Regions from separate parts of the Hordeum vulgare genome. Here region 1 is linked to region 2. Evidence: chromatin contacts called from public Hi-C data. All regions are on one chromosome and are shown on one strand. Each heading gives the region's core, a stretch centred on a gene start, on an enhancer-like site or on the middle of the called end of the contact. The rest is flanking DNA. Distances are from core to core; before and after follow the strand shown. Region 1 holds the start of LOC123430246. Region 2 holds the start of LOC123426635 (histidinol dehydrogenase, chloroplastic).

The links. Hi-C and Micro-C count contacts between places; a contact is called where the count stands out from the background.
Region 1: a contact with region 2 is called in a Hi-C map of seedling, with 6 times the contacts expected there. The contact joins the promoter of LOC123430246 here to the promoter of LOC123426635 in region 2. A contact is called at or near these places in 3 of 6 Hi-C or Micro-C datasets (leaf and seedling) and 1 of 1 datasets of contacts at active chromatin or transcription factors (embryo).

The regions. Positions count from the first base shown.
Region 1 is chr2H:455,668,977-455,674,856 of MorexV3_pseudomolecules_assembly, reverse strand. LOC123430246 reads right to left here and starts at 3,803. Exons shown (of 1, transcript XM_045114121.1): 1 at 1,952-3,803. The coding sequence starts at 3,281. The coding sequence ends at 2,250.
Region 2 is chr2H:455,444,947-455,450,785 of MorexV3_pseudomolecules_assembly, reverse strand. LOC123426635 (histidinol dehydrogenase, chloroplastic) reads left to right here and starts at 3,149. Exons shown (of 15, transcript XM_045110496.1): 1 at 3,149-3,302; 2 at 3,378-3,503; 3 at 3,607-3,719; 4 at 3,807-3,859; 5 at 3,942-4,014; 6 at 4,323-4,424; 7 at 4,500-4,601; 8 at 4,693-4,764; 9 at 4,848-4,910; 10 at 5,000-5,041; 11 at 5,306-5,365; 12 at 5,470-5,580; 13 at 5,746-5,839. The coding sequence starts at 3,404.

The DNA.
Region 1 (5,880 bases), core at 2,554-5,053, 220 kb before region 2:
CTGGACCACATGCAATCTGCTGGCATACCCACTCATGTCCTGATTGGAGCTACAGGTATAGGTACTGCCACTGCGTGCCGGCCATGGCTTCTGTTGTGTTCATGTGATTTCAGCGTCTGAACTCAGCCTACTGTTGTCGTGAATCACCAGCTTTAAAACAATAGTAATGTACAGTATTATGTATACCAGCTAAGTTTTTTTTTTTGAACACGTATATACCAGCTAAGTAGTACACCCCTTTTCCAAGTAGGCATTGGATGCTGCGAGGTATCCTCCATGTACCGGAATTACAGCTTTATTGTGTGCATGCCTTTTCTGTTGCAATATCCTGCTCCCTCCATTCCAAGATAATTGAAGTTCTAAGTTTATCCCAAATCAACCATCTTTTAAGTTTGACCAAGTTAATAGAAAAATATGTCAACATCTACAACATCAGCTCTATAAAGAGTTCGGCAGCTCTCCGCTCCGTGGCTCCGCACCTGGAGCTGCCGAAGCAGCACCGAACAAGTCAGCTCCGCGCATTCCTCATCCCGGAGCCGAGCGGCCCGCAGGCCATTTTCTTGGAGTGGCCAAAGTGTCGATCCGTGCGCTCCTGTATTTTGCGTAGCCGGTGGATTGCCGAACAGGCTCAGAGTATGCAAATATATTTTATAATGAATCTAGTGAAACTCATTTGATGTTGTAGATGTTGATATAATTTTTCTAGACTTGCTCCAACTTTTTTTAACAAGTGGGAGGCGCACAAGGCGCCAAATTCATTTCAAACCAAACATGTTACAGCATAGATTACAACTCCTGGGCAATGGAGCACTAATAGATATTGCAAGAGGGGCAGCTAAATTGCCTATGAGCCTGTTTGAGACAACTAAAGACAGGTTCTGCATTGCTAGTAAGAACCTGATGAGCACTATTGAGGGCTACACTGTAAAAATCTCTGGATATGTGGAAGATTGCTGAAGAAATTCTGCTTGGTGTAGCTGAAGAAATCTTCAGATATTGCCTGATCAGCCATCTAATTTCAGAAATAGTGATGTTTATTTGAGCCGCTGCTTTGGCCAAAGTCAAGTTAACTGTGAAAAACATGACTTCCTGCAAATTAAGCTGGAGAGCTCCAGCTTCAGTCTTTCCCCAAACTTTAAGATGTTTGACTTGGGACAAATCTATAACTTGGAGCAAGTATGAATTAACCAACAGAAAACACCTACAACCAAAACTAAGAGAGTTTTCTGTAGTGGGTAGTCTTGTGTTACTGTGAATCCCATAAATGGCCGGTTAGTTGGGCTTGTTCTCACTAGCCTAACATGTTGACCTTCGGCAGAGGCAGGTGAGTTAGCATCGTTATGCAAGTCAATGGCATAAGTTGGCCACAATGAAGGCAAACACTAGGTCAATAAATTAGCAAAGCCGTTTAGAGGACTGCTAGCGACTCTGGTTTCCGAGCGAATCCTGAACTTATGCCACCATTGCATCGGATAAATGTTCCCAATTGTTTGTGTAATCATATCTGATAGGAGTAGAATCTTCTTCTTCAGAATTCCACGATGTTTAGATCAGTAAGGCTGGACCATGTTTCATTTGCTTCTTCTCTTTGGGACCTCTCGGATTCATTAGAGTGGCAGTCATGTCCTGGAATAATTGAGAGGGTCCCGATTTTATTTTAGAAGAAGAGTTGATATGTCAAACACAAGTTTTGTGTTTTGTTTAAAGCTCGCAATCGACGTCGGCGACGGCTATGGTTGTGTGCGCGGTTTACTCAAAGCTAGAGGATGACAAGGATTGTGGAGGAAAAGTGTTTTTATCCTCATCTCCACCCGGCTTGACATATCCATAAAGGTTTCTTAACTTGCTTGTTTATCACTCTTGCGCGTCAGAATCCCAAATTCGGTTCTAAGGGTGCAAAGCAGCTTACCCAACAGTGTAATGAAAAGGAGCAAACAGTTGACACAAAATGTAATGTTGCAACTTTTGCTGTATATTTCTGAAATCCACAACACATTCACAGTCAGGTGTCAATCAAATCAGCGCGCAAGCCAAAAAAAAAACAATGTCAATGAACTTCCCCACGTCTACTAATGTTTAGACCAGTAAAACTACCATTCACAGCCTCACGTTCCTGTGATTCTGTGAAGCATCGGATCAATTCACAACCGGCATCAATCAGTACATCCATCCTAAATTTCATTTCCAAGCACGCAAACCAAGAAGAAGATGAAAAAAGATTGGTGAAATCTTGTGGCGGAATGTACAGATCAGGTGATCTTGGAGGAGCTCCTGAAGCCTTGAATCAGCAGGCAGAACCCCTGCCCTGACGGCCCCTGCTTCTGTCGCTGGCCGCGCGCCGGCGCCGGCGCCAGAGGCTTCTCGTGTTCCTTGTCGCTGTCGTCGCTGCTGGCGGCGCCGTCGTCGTCGTCCGTCCACAGCCTCGTCTCCGACGCGCCGCGCGCGTGGAACGTGAAGACGGCGCTGGACGACGAGGCGGAGGGGTCGATCGCGTGGAAGAGCCAGCCGTGGAGGTCCCACGTCATGTCCACCGGCGCGCCGCCGTCGAGGATGAGGGTGTGGCTGCCGCGGAAGTTCCACCGCAGGCGCCGGAGCTGCACCACCTTCCTTCCGTCCACGGTCACCCACGCCTCCGTGTCGCCCTCCAGCCCGACGCCGATCTCGTGCTCCGCGCCGGACTCCAAGAAGCGTGCTTTCGTGGACCAGCACCCGCACCCGACGAACCGCTCCCGCCGCCGCGCCATCCGCGACTCGGCGACCGGTATCCCGCCGTGCAGCCGCTCCACGTAGCCCCGGCTCATGTCGCCGAGCAGGAGGACGAACTCGGCGTCGGCGACGACGGCGACGTAGAACCCGGAGACGGGCTCGGGCCCCGCGCCGTAGCGCGCCGCCGCGTAGTCCCAGAACACGCCCACCACGCAGCTGCCCGCGGTGAAGGTGCCGCTCCCCTTCCGCCTGTGCAGGTGCCGCGGGGCGGCGGCGGCGGCCCCGCCGGCGCGCTGGTGGCGCGAGGCCGCGGCGGCGTCGTGGACGGCGACGGAGAGCGCGGGGCCGTCCTGCGACCGCGCCCACGTGACGTCCACGAGCAGGTCCTTCCCGGACGCCGAGAGCCGCGAGCGGTACACGCTGGTGACCGCGCTCATCCCCGCCGCCCTGCCCCCGCCGTCCACCGGCCCCATCGCCGCCGCCGCCACGGCCGCATTTGCGCCCGCGGAGCCGGAGCAGGCGACGTCGGAGATCCTGACGGCGTGCCCGCTGAAGCACGACACCAGGTCCTTCATGCCCAGTGATGAGTAGGTGGAGGCGTCGTTACGTACGTGCGCCCACGGCACGGCACGCCACGCCAGGAGCACGAGCACGAGGAATCCCTCTGGGGTTTGGCTAGAGCGCGGATGGCATTTTGCAGACGGCGACGGGCAATAGGCGACGGTAGGAAGGGAATGAAGCAAGTTCGGTAATGGCAGGAGAAAGGTATCTCTTAATTGGGAAGCCTGGAGCCAGAGGCTGACAGGCAATAGGCTGGTGCTCGCAAGCTAGGTATAAAATCTTTGGCAGGGGTTTCCCCTCCAATGTCTTGTGCTCGACCTCAACCACTACGGATATGTATTCCCTCCGATGCTTCTGCTTTATTAGTACTAGTAGTACGAGTAGAGTAGGTCTGGATAGTGGAGAACAAATTCGATGGGTGCGCGCAGAGCAAAGCAAATTCAATCATGTCTGCGTCATGTTCTTGTATTTCGTTCGTTCGTTCGTTGGGAGGCTTCCAATCCAACTGCGAACGTACCAACGAACGGAAAAGGAGGCCTAAATGACCGAGCTTCTTCCTTCCTTCTTTACTGCTTTCCTAAATGCCCGCTGAAACTTCCGAAACGAAACGGTCGGCACCTGTAGCTGTAGGAACGAAAAAGGGAAAAGGGAGGGCAGCCGAGCAGTCCGAGACGGGCCACGTCCATGCACTAGTTAGGAACGTACGGACGGACGGACCGACCAGCCAAGCCAAAACTTCGTGTCGCGGCAGCGCTGTAAACAGACCTTGGGATTGGATAGCGACACATGAGTTCTTGCTTGCCTCGGCAGCGAGTGGCCTGTGGGGGCTGCGGGCTTCGCACCATGTACGTATTATTTTGGCGCACGCGGACGCGTTAATGGAAGGGGCGCACTGCCGTCATCTTCTCCGGTCGTGTCGAGGCCACAAACTCCGCTGGATTCCAATTGTTTTCTTTTTTACAAGACTTGCACGGTCGAAACCGAATCGCGTGATGGATGGAATGGTGGGATACAGCAAGAAATCGTTACAAAATCCGGTGGTGTTCGCGGACACGACCGGCCCGCCGGGGAGTCTGCGTTCAACAGCCACAGGAAATATTTTCAAAAAAGAAAAACAGCCACGGCAGGCAGGCGGTCCCAACTCCCAACCGAGACCATTTCGCACGTAGACGGTCACGGTCGTTCAAACATGAGATGGCGTCTGTGCCGCCTGCGGTACACTATAACTGCACTGACCCGGTTGACGGCACTCGGGCCCCCAAAGCTGAAAAGGCCGGCAAAATCAAGAGCGGACGTTTGGAGCTCGGCCTCCATGGAGGCCGAAATTTTTGAATAATTCAAAATTCAAACTTTTCGGTATCGAAAAAATCTGAAAAAAAATATGAAAGTAAAGAAGGATGTTATCCGTATGTGTGCAAAAATTTAGGATGAAATACCTTGAAATACGATCTGCACAAAAAAGACAAATTTATAACCTGAAATGATGAATAGTGTCGTGTGTAAAAAAGCCTCAGATTTGTCTTTTTTGCACAGCCCTGGCGCGGGTAGTAGGTGACGGTGAATGGCGCGCCCTCGGCCGCGAGACGCACGGTGTCGTCCACCTCCTGGGGTGGGACCTGCGCACGCGTTGCGGGGCCGTCGCTCGGGGCCCTGCTGGGAGACGGCGGGGAACCTGGGCGCGCGGCGGATCCCGGTGAGCAGCTCCCCGTCGGCGCGGCGCATAAAGACGACGGCGTCGCCCGCGACGAGCAGCTTGGCGTTGACGAACTTGCTCCAGCCGGTGGTGAGCAGGTGGCGGCGCGGGGTGCCGCGGTAGATGTGGCGGAAGTCCCAGTGCTTGCCGAGCGGGTCGGTCATGCGGAGCCGCTGCACGGGCGGGTCGGCCTCGAAGTCGAGCGGCGGGAAGACGAGCTCGGCGCAGAAGCGGGGCACCGAGAAGCCGCCGCCGTTGTTGGCGTCGCTTTGCGTGAGCTGCTTGGCGTAGTAGCGGAACGCCGTGGGCTCCGGGCGACGCGCGGAGGCGTGGGGGAGGTCTGGCGCGGGGGCGCGGTGGGGTCCGGGGACGAGGCAGACGGTAGCGAAGGGCTCGTCGGTCTTGGGGTCGGCGAAGAGGTGGACGGCGGCGACGGTGCAGGGGAAGAGGTTGTGCGCGGGCGCGCGGGGCGGGGTCGGGCACTGCTCCGAGTGGCAGTGCGGGAAGTAGTAGACCTGGGAACCGACGACGGGGACGCGGGAGAGCGGGGTGGCGCCGAGCATAAGTGCATGTGTGGCGCCTAAACTCTCGGCGTCACACTGCAACATGTGCAACGTCCGAGGCGTCACCCAAAAGGGTCAGCTGAGTGAATTTTTTTCAAACGTAGTTCAGTTTGTAAATTTTTACTATGGTCATATTTGTCGATTTTGCCGAAAAGGCCAAAGCAGCTGCAGCCGCAGCCGAGCAAGCAAACCCAGCAGCAAGCCGCCGCGTACGGTCGCGGCGCTCGCGATCTCGCAGGTGTCAGGGCCGAGACCGGGACCTTCCGTCGTCTCCTCGGCCCCGCATGTGCCTGCGCTGCGCGGAATTAAAATCGGGAGCTGTGCTGCTGCTGCTGCTGCTGCAGATCTCGCCGCGCC
Region 2 (5,839 bases), core at 1,900-4,399:
GTGATCAAAGTCGAGGTTGTTCTTAGGAAAATGATTCGGAACGGAATGTCTCTATTAAACTCTCATTGCTTATAGATAGTTAGATACATAGTTGTGTCCTTTGGGGTTGGTGTCATTGCTCAATCCAATAGTTGGCGTCCTTGCTCTTCCTTTGGGGTTCCATAGTTGGTACAACAATTGTATGTTCACCTGAACATTTCAAACATATCATGATGTCAGTATTGGAAACTTCCTTCTGTCTAGATTAATATAAGGAAAAATGCCTACTCATGATCAATTTTTATTACTAAAGATGAAAAAGGCATTCGAGAGATAGATGGGGACCCTCCTAGTTTCCTTTTGGAGCATATTAAATTCAAAAAAACCTTAAGAATAATATAGAATAACCTCGAAGATAAGGGACATGTCAAATTCAAATGCACAAAAACCATCGCACAAAAATCAAAATCAAAATCTAGCATTTCATCTAAACCATCAAGGCATTTAAGAAGAGCAAGCATACCTAAGAAAACATAACAGAAAAAACAAAAACAAAATCTAGCTAAAATGTAATCTAATGAATATCTGCATCTAATGAAGCTGAAATAAAAATGATTCTACACGGAAAGAATATGTTCCCGGACATGTGGGTCTCACCTCTGTAGCCAAGACCCCTTTATTGTGTGCAAAGAAAAATCATGAACATAGTCATAGGACAACAAAAATGTTGCACTCCTTTACTAAATGATTTTTGGCAAACAAAGAGTTACATTAAAAAATGTACTACCTCCGTCCAGAATTACTTGTGGCACAAATGTATAAAAATGGATATATCCAGAATTAAAATACATCTAGATATATTTGTTCCTATGACAAGTATTTCCGTACGGAGCAGTACATCATAAGACCAAGTTTTCTTATTCACCAAATTTCATTGGAGCTCTAGAGATCTAAAATTTGAACGAAAAAAGGTTCAAACATGAGGATCTCTGCTAATCCAAGCTTATGAACCGGCATGAGAATCTTTGAGATCATGAGGTGCATGCAACTACTCAGTAATCTTGTTGAGCATATGTGGATCCACAATGGAATGAGCTAATATTTAAATTGTGCACCTAAAATTAATTTTATATAAGAACTATGTATTTTTTGGTACCAACATTTGCTATTTATGTGATGCATTAGCATGTATGATGGACATGCATAAATTTTCATGGATTTGAGACTCCGATTTGAGGTATATGGTTGTCGGGTCCGAGATATGAGGGGTTGTTTAGATGCCTCCGCGCAAATGCCTGAACGGGTCCACGGAAGTTTGAGGTGCTGGATTTTTCAAATCTGGCTATAGATATTATGAGAAAGCAACAATGGATATTTCCTATGGGGAAGAAAGCGGGTTGTTGGTTGATGTCTAGGAGCAGAGATAAAACATTTTTTAATAATTGCGAGTCTAGTAAACTCTATGAGAAAAATTGTAAATATTCCACTAAGACTTGTTTGAAATGGGGCTATTTTTGTGACGATGCCAAAAAGAGCCTAAACCTAGCAAAAAGTCACTTTGATGGACGGGTGCATTGGAGCCCTTTATTTTGAATAGTGTCAAAATGGTATTTTGATGTTTCAAAAAATTCTAAAAACAATTTCACATGTTCATATGTATGTATGTTACACATGTGAAAATTTTGATGATGAAACAAGTAACCATGTGAGTTACACAGAAATGATAAAATCATGAATTTAAAAAGATGAACAATGCATGTATTATTCACTATTAAGAAATTGTCTTTTTGTCATTTTTGTATAGCTCACATGTTTACTTGTTTCATCACCAAACTTTACACATGTATAATATCCAATCATATGATCATGTAGAATTCTGTTCGGATTTATTCATTGAAAATTTAAATCTGATTTTTAAACTATTTAAAATAAAGTCCTCCAATGTATCCATGTTCCAAAAATGCACTCTCCTAAACCTAGACCGTATATTGTGTTAGGGTAAACACCGCAAAATGTTGTAGATGTATCTTTTGTATCAGTCAGTTTTCACCCATTTCAATATTTTATAAGGTTTTTTTCTTTTATGAAAATTCCAAATGGAGGCCGAACTTCATGGAGGTTTTAATATGAAACTTCAAACTCAAAAAAATAGTTTGGAAAAATTCTGAAAAAATTGCAGGCTTTTTAGACTGATGTAGGTGTAGATGTGTGTAAATTTTTAGCCAAAAAAATAGTTCAAACCTAGAGAGATGATGTAGATGTGTGTAAATTTTCAGGTGAAAATACGTTCAATGGGAGCTATACAAAAGTAAATCCGGGCTTTTTAGCATATGCATTGTTCATCTTCAAAGTCCATGTTTTTTTGCGCAGCTTACAATTGAAGTTATTTGATCTGAAAATTTACACACATACACATTGCATCCTTGTATACCTGTGTATTTTCTCCAGATCTTTTTGAAACTAAAAAAATTTGAATTTTAAAAAATAGAAAAATCAAGGCCTCCGTGTAGCTCGGTCTTGAAAATGCCCCACTCCTATATTTCAAGACTACATTTTAAAACATTTATAGCAAAAATGATTTATTTTTAGGGGCGTGTTACACCTTCATTGGCTGATCTTTTTGAAATATTAGCCAGCTCGCGAGCAGTTAGATTTCCCGCATCGAGCGAGCCGCATCTTAATCATTGCAACACAGGTCTTGTTGCAAAATTATATCTGCAACATTTTTCTTGTTGCAGATTTTTTTGCAACAACTGTTTTGTTATAAAAGAATTATAACTTAGATTTTTGTTGCAGATATTTTTTTACAACCGAGGTCTTGTTATAAAAAAATTCATAACAAAGATTTTATTGCAAAACATAAACCTGTTGTAAATAATTGCAACACCGTATATATTTTAAAAACATACTCCATGTTGCACCAACGCGTCCGACGAATGATGGTATGGTCCTCACTTGAATGTGTGTCATGCAAGAAAGGTGACGGATGGGACGCTACGATCCGCCAGGTGATGGTAATCTTTTCCCTTATTTTTAAGTGTGTTTTTGCAACCGGATTGAGCCAAGATGTTGAGCCCACCGTCCGAACTGCAAATGTGTGTGGCAGCACTCGGGCCGCCTAGGCTCGGCCCATCAAAATAAGCATCGCCACCTACGGCCTATCCAGCGCCGCCACTCTCTCGTTTTCCCCATCCCTTGAGACGGCGCCTCCTTTGCCGGAGCACTCAGCACAGTAGACCACGGTCACGGACATCGGCGACCTCCTTCACAGCGTCGCTTTGCCGCCGGCCGTAGAAACCCTTCACCGCCGCCGTTTGGTTTCGGTTCGTCTCCCTACCTTCCGTTCGGCTTAACCATAGCGTATCTTCCCCCATGCTTCTGATTCTCCAACGCCCCAGAAACAGAATTGAATCGGGCTCTGTTGATGGGCAGCTTGCGCGCTCCGCCTCAGCTCGCCGGCGGTACCAGCCTCGGTCGCGGTTACCGGCTCTGTCTTGCCTCCTCCGGGGTCCCCAAATCCAAAGGTGCGAGCTTTTGACTTGCGTATTCTGTTGTTGTTAGCCTTTGGTTCCTAAGCTAGTTGGATAAGATTCTCTGGACTGTAATTTGCCTACTTGGTTGTTTCAGTGTTGGGTGTTAGCTGCGCGATGAAGTCCTATAGGCTGTCCGATCTCAGCGATGCCGAGGTTAGCGGCCTCAAGGCGCGCCCTCGCATTGATTTCACCTCCATTTTCAGCACGGTAAGATAATAGTGAGGTTATTCATGGGTATGGAGTTGAAATTGTGCCCTAGTCTGACATCCATGGGATTTTGATTTGTGGGATTAGGTGAATCCGATTGTTGAAGATGTGCGAGCCAGAGGTGATGCTGCGGTTAAGGAGTAAGTGTTGTGTACTGTTTGAACGTTCTGTTCATGGCCTATTGCAGAACTTTTCTTACTTTGTTGTACATGGTCTGTTCAGTTATACAGAAAAGTTTGACAAGGTCACTCTCGATAATGCTGTTGTGCGTGTTAGGGATCTCCCAGATGCAGAGGTACCCATCTTGTGATGTGCATTTACGTTCTGCACTTGTCTTGTTAATTTAACCGAAGTCACAAGCAGATAATTTTCAGTTTTTTCTCTCCACATGCCATGTTGATATATCATACATGGCTTGTTTGGTTCCTTATTTCTTCAGTTGCAGCTCGCCATTCCATTCTAGGTTTTATCTACTTGCGTTCAGATGTTTCTAATCCTTAGAAATAAGTACACCTGATGTCAGTATATTTTGTGTCCAGATTCAGATGTTTTTTTTTCATTTGCTAGATGATTTTGGCTGTCTTACCTTCATCAAATTTGCAGCTTGATCCAGCTGTGAAGGAAGCCTTTGATGTGGCATATGACAATATTTATGCCTTCCATGTTTCACAAAAGTCGCCAGAAAAGACAGTGGAGAATATGAAAGTAAGAGAATAAGAGATGCTTTGATGCCCCCATTTACGTTTTGGCCTTTCTATATGCTTATGCTTATTTGTGAAGGGTGTGAGATGTAAAAGGATAACTAGATGCATTGGTTCTGTCGGGCTGTATGTTCCAGGGGGCACTGCAGTCTTGCCTTCAACTGCATTGATGCTTGCTGTGGTATGCTCATGTTTATTCAAATACTCTATACTAAGATACCTGCAGTTATTCATTGTCTTAAATTTCTCATGTGGATTCTCTTTTTTAACAGCCTGCGCAGATTGCTGGATGCAAAACTGTAGTTCTTGCCACACCCCCTAGTCGTGATGGTAGCATATGTAAGGTACGCTTTGTGGGGCATGGAAATGCTGCTGTTTTTGTAAGGTGAAATTGAAGAAATCTGAACATTATTCCTATTTTGTGCAGGAGGTTTTGTACTGTGCCAAGAAAGCTGGTGTTACACACATACTAAAAGCTGGTGGCGCTCAGGTATAAGGATATTTTGAGATATTGTTTGTTTCTATGTAGTTCAATGTTATCGATGTCCTTCAATTATTTTAAATGTTCTCTACTTTCAGGCAATCTCCGCTATGGCATGGGGAACTGCATCATGCCCAAAGGTGCTCAAGATCTATTCCACTATGATTTACTTGTTCAAAATCCGTAGGGCATTTTATGTCTTGATCATGAAACTTGTACAATGTATTGAGATGCACTTGTTAAAGGACTGTAAATAAAACTTCATTGAGTTGAGCACTTCTGTGGAGTCATATCATGCTCTTTGCAGTTCATAACCTGCTCAAAATGTCTATGCAAATGTAGGCGTGTGCACTCGTTAGATGCAAAGATTGTTCCTCATTCTATCTTTGTAACTCGCTTGGCAGGTTGAGAAAATATTTGGTCCTGGCAACCAGTATGTCACAGCTGCTAAAATGATTCTTCAGGTCTATTCTGCTCTTTCTGTGTAAATCATAACCTGTATCTGCCTTTTCCGGCATCTTCTTTCTGTGCATTCCTTTTTGTGGTTCTTATTCTTATTTGACTGCAGAACAGCGAAGCTATGGTCTCTATAGACATGCCTGCTGGCCCTTCAGAAGTTCTGGTAATTGCTGACAAATATGCCAACCCAGTTCATGTTGCCGCTGATCTGCTATCTCAGGTATGTTCCCTTCCTGTTACTCTGCTCTGTAATGCCAGAGTGTGTAGGTTGAGTTGACTATTGTTCATTAAACCTGAGGATAACTGATAAAGATAAGATAATATTGATATTTGCGAATCATTTTAATGTATGTGTTAGATCACAGTTGGTTGGTCTATCTTGTAGGCAGAACATGGCCCAGATAGTCAGGTTGTGCTAGTTATTGCGGGAGATGGTGTTGATTTAGGTGCCATTGAAGCAGAAGTTAGCAAGCAGTGTG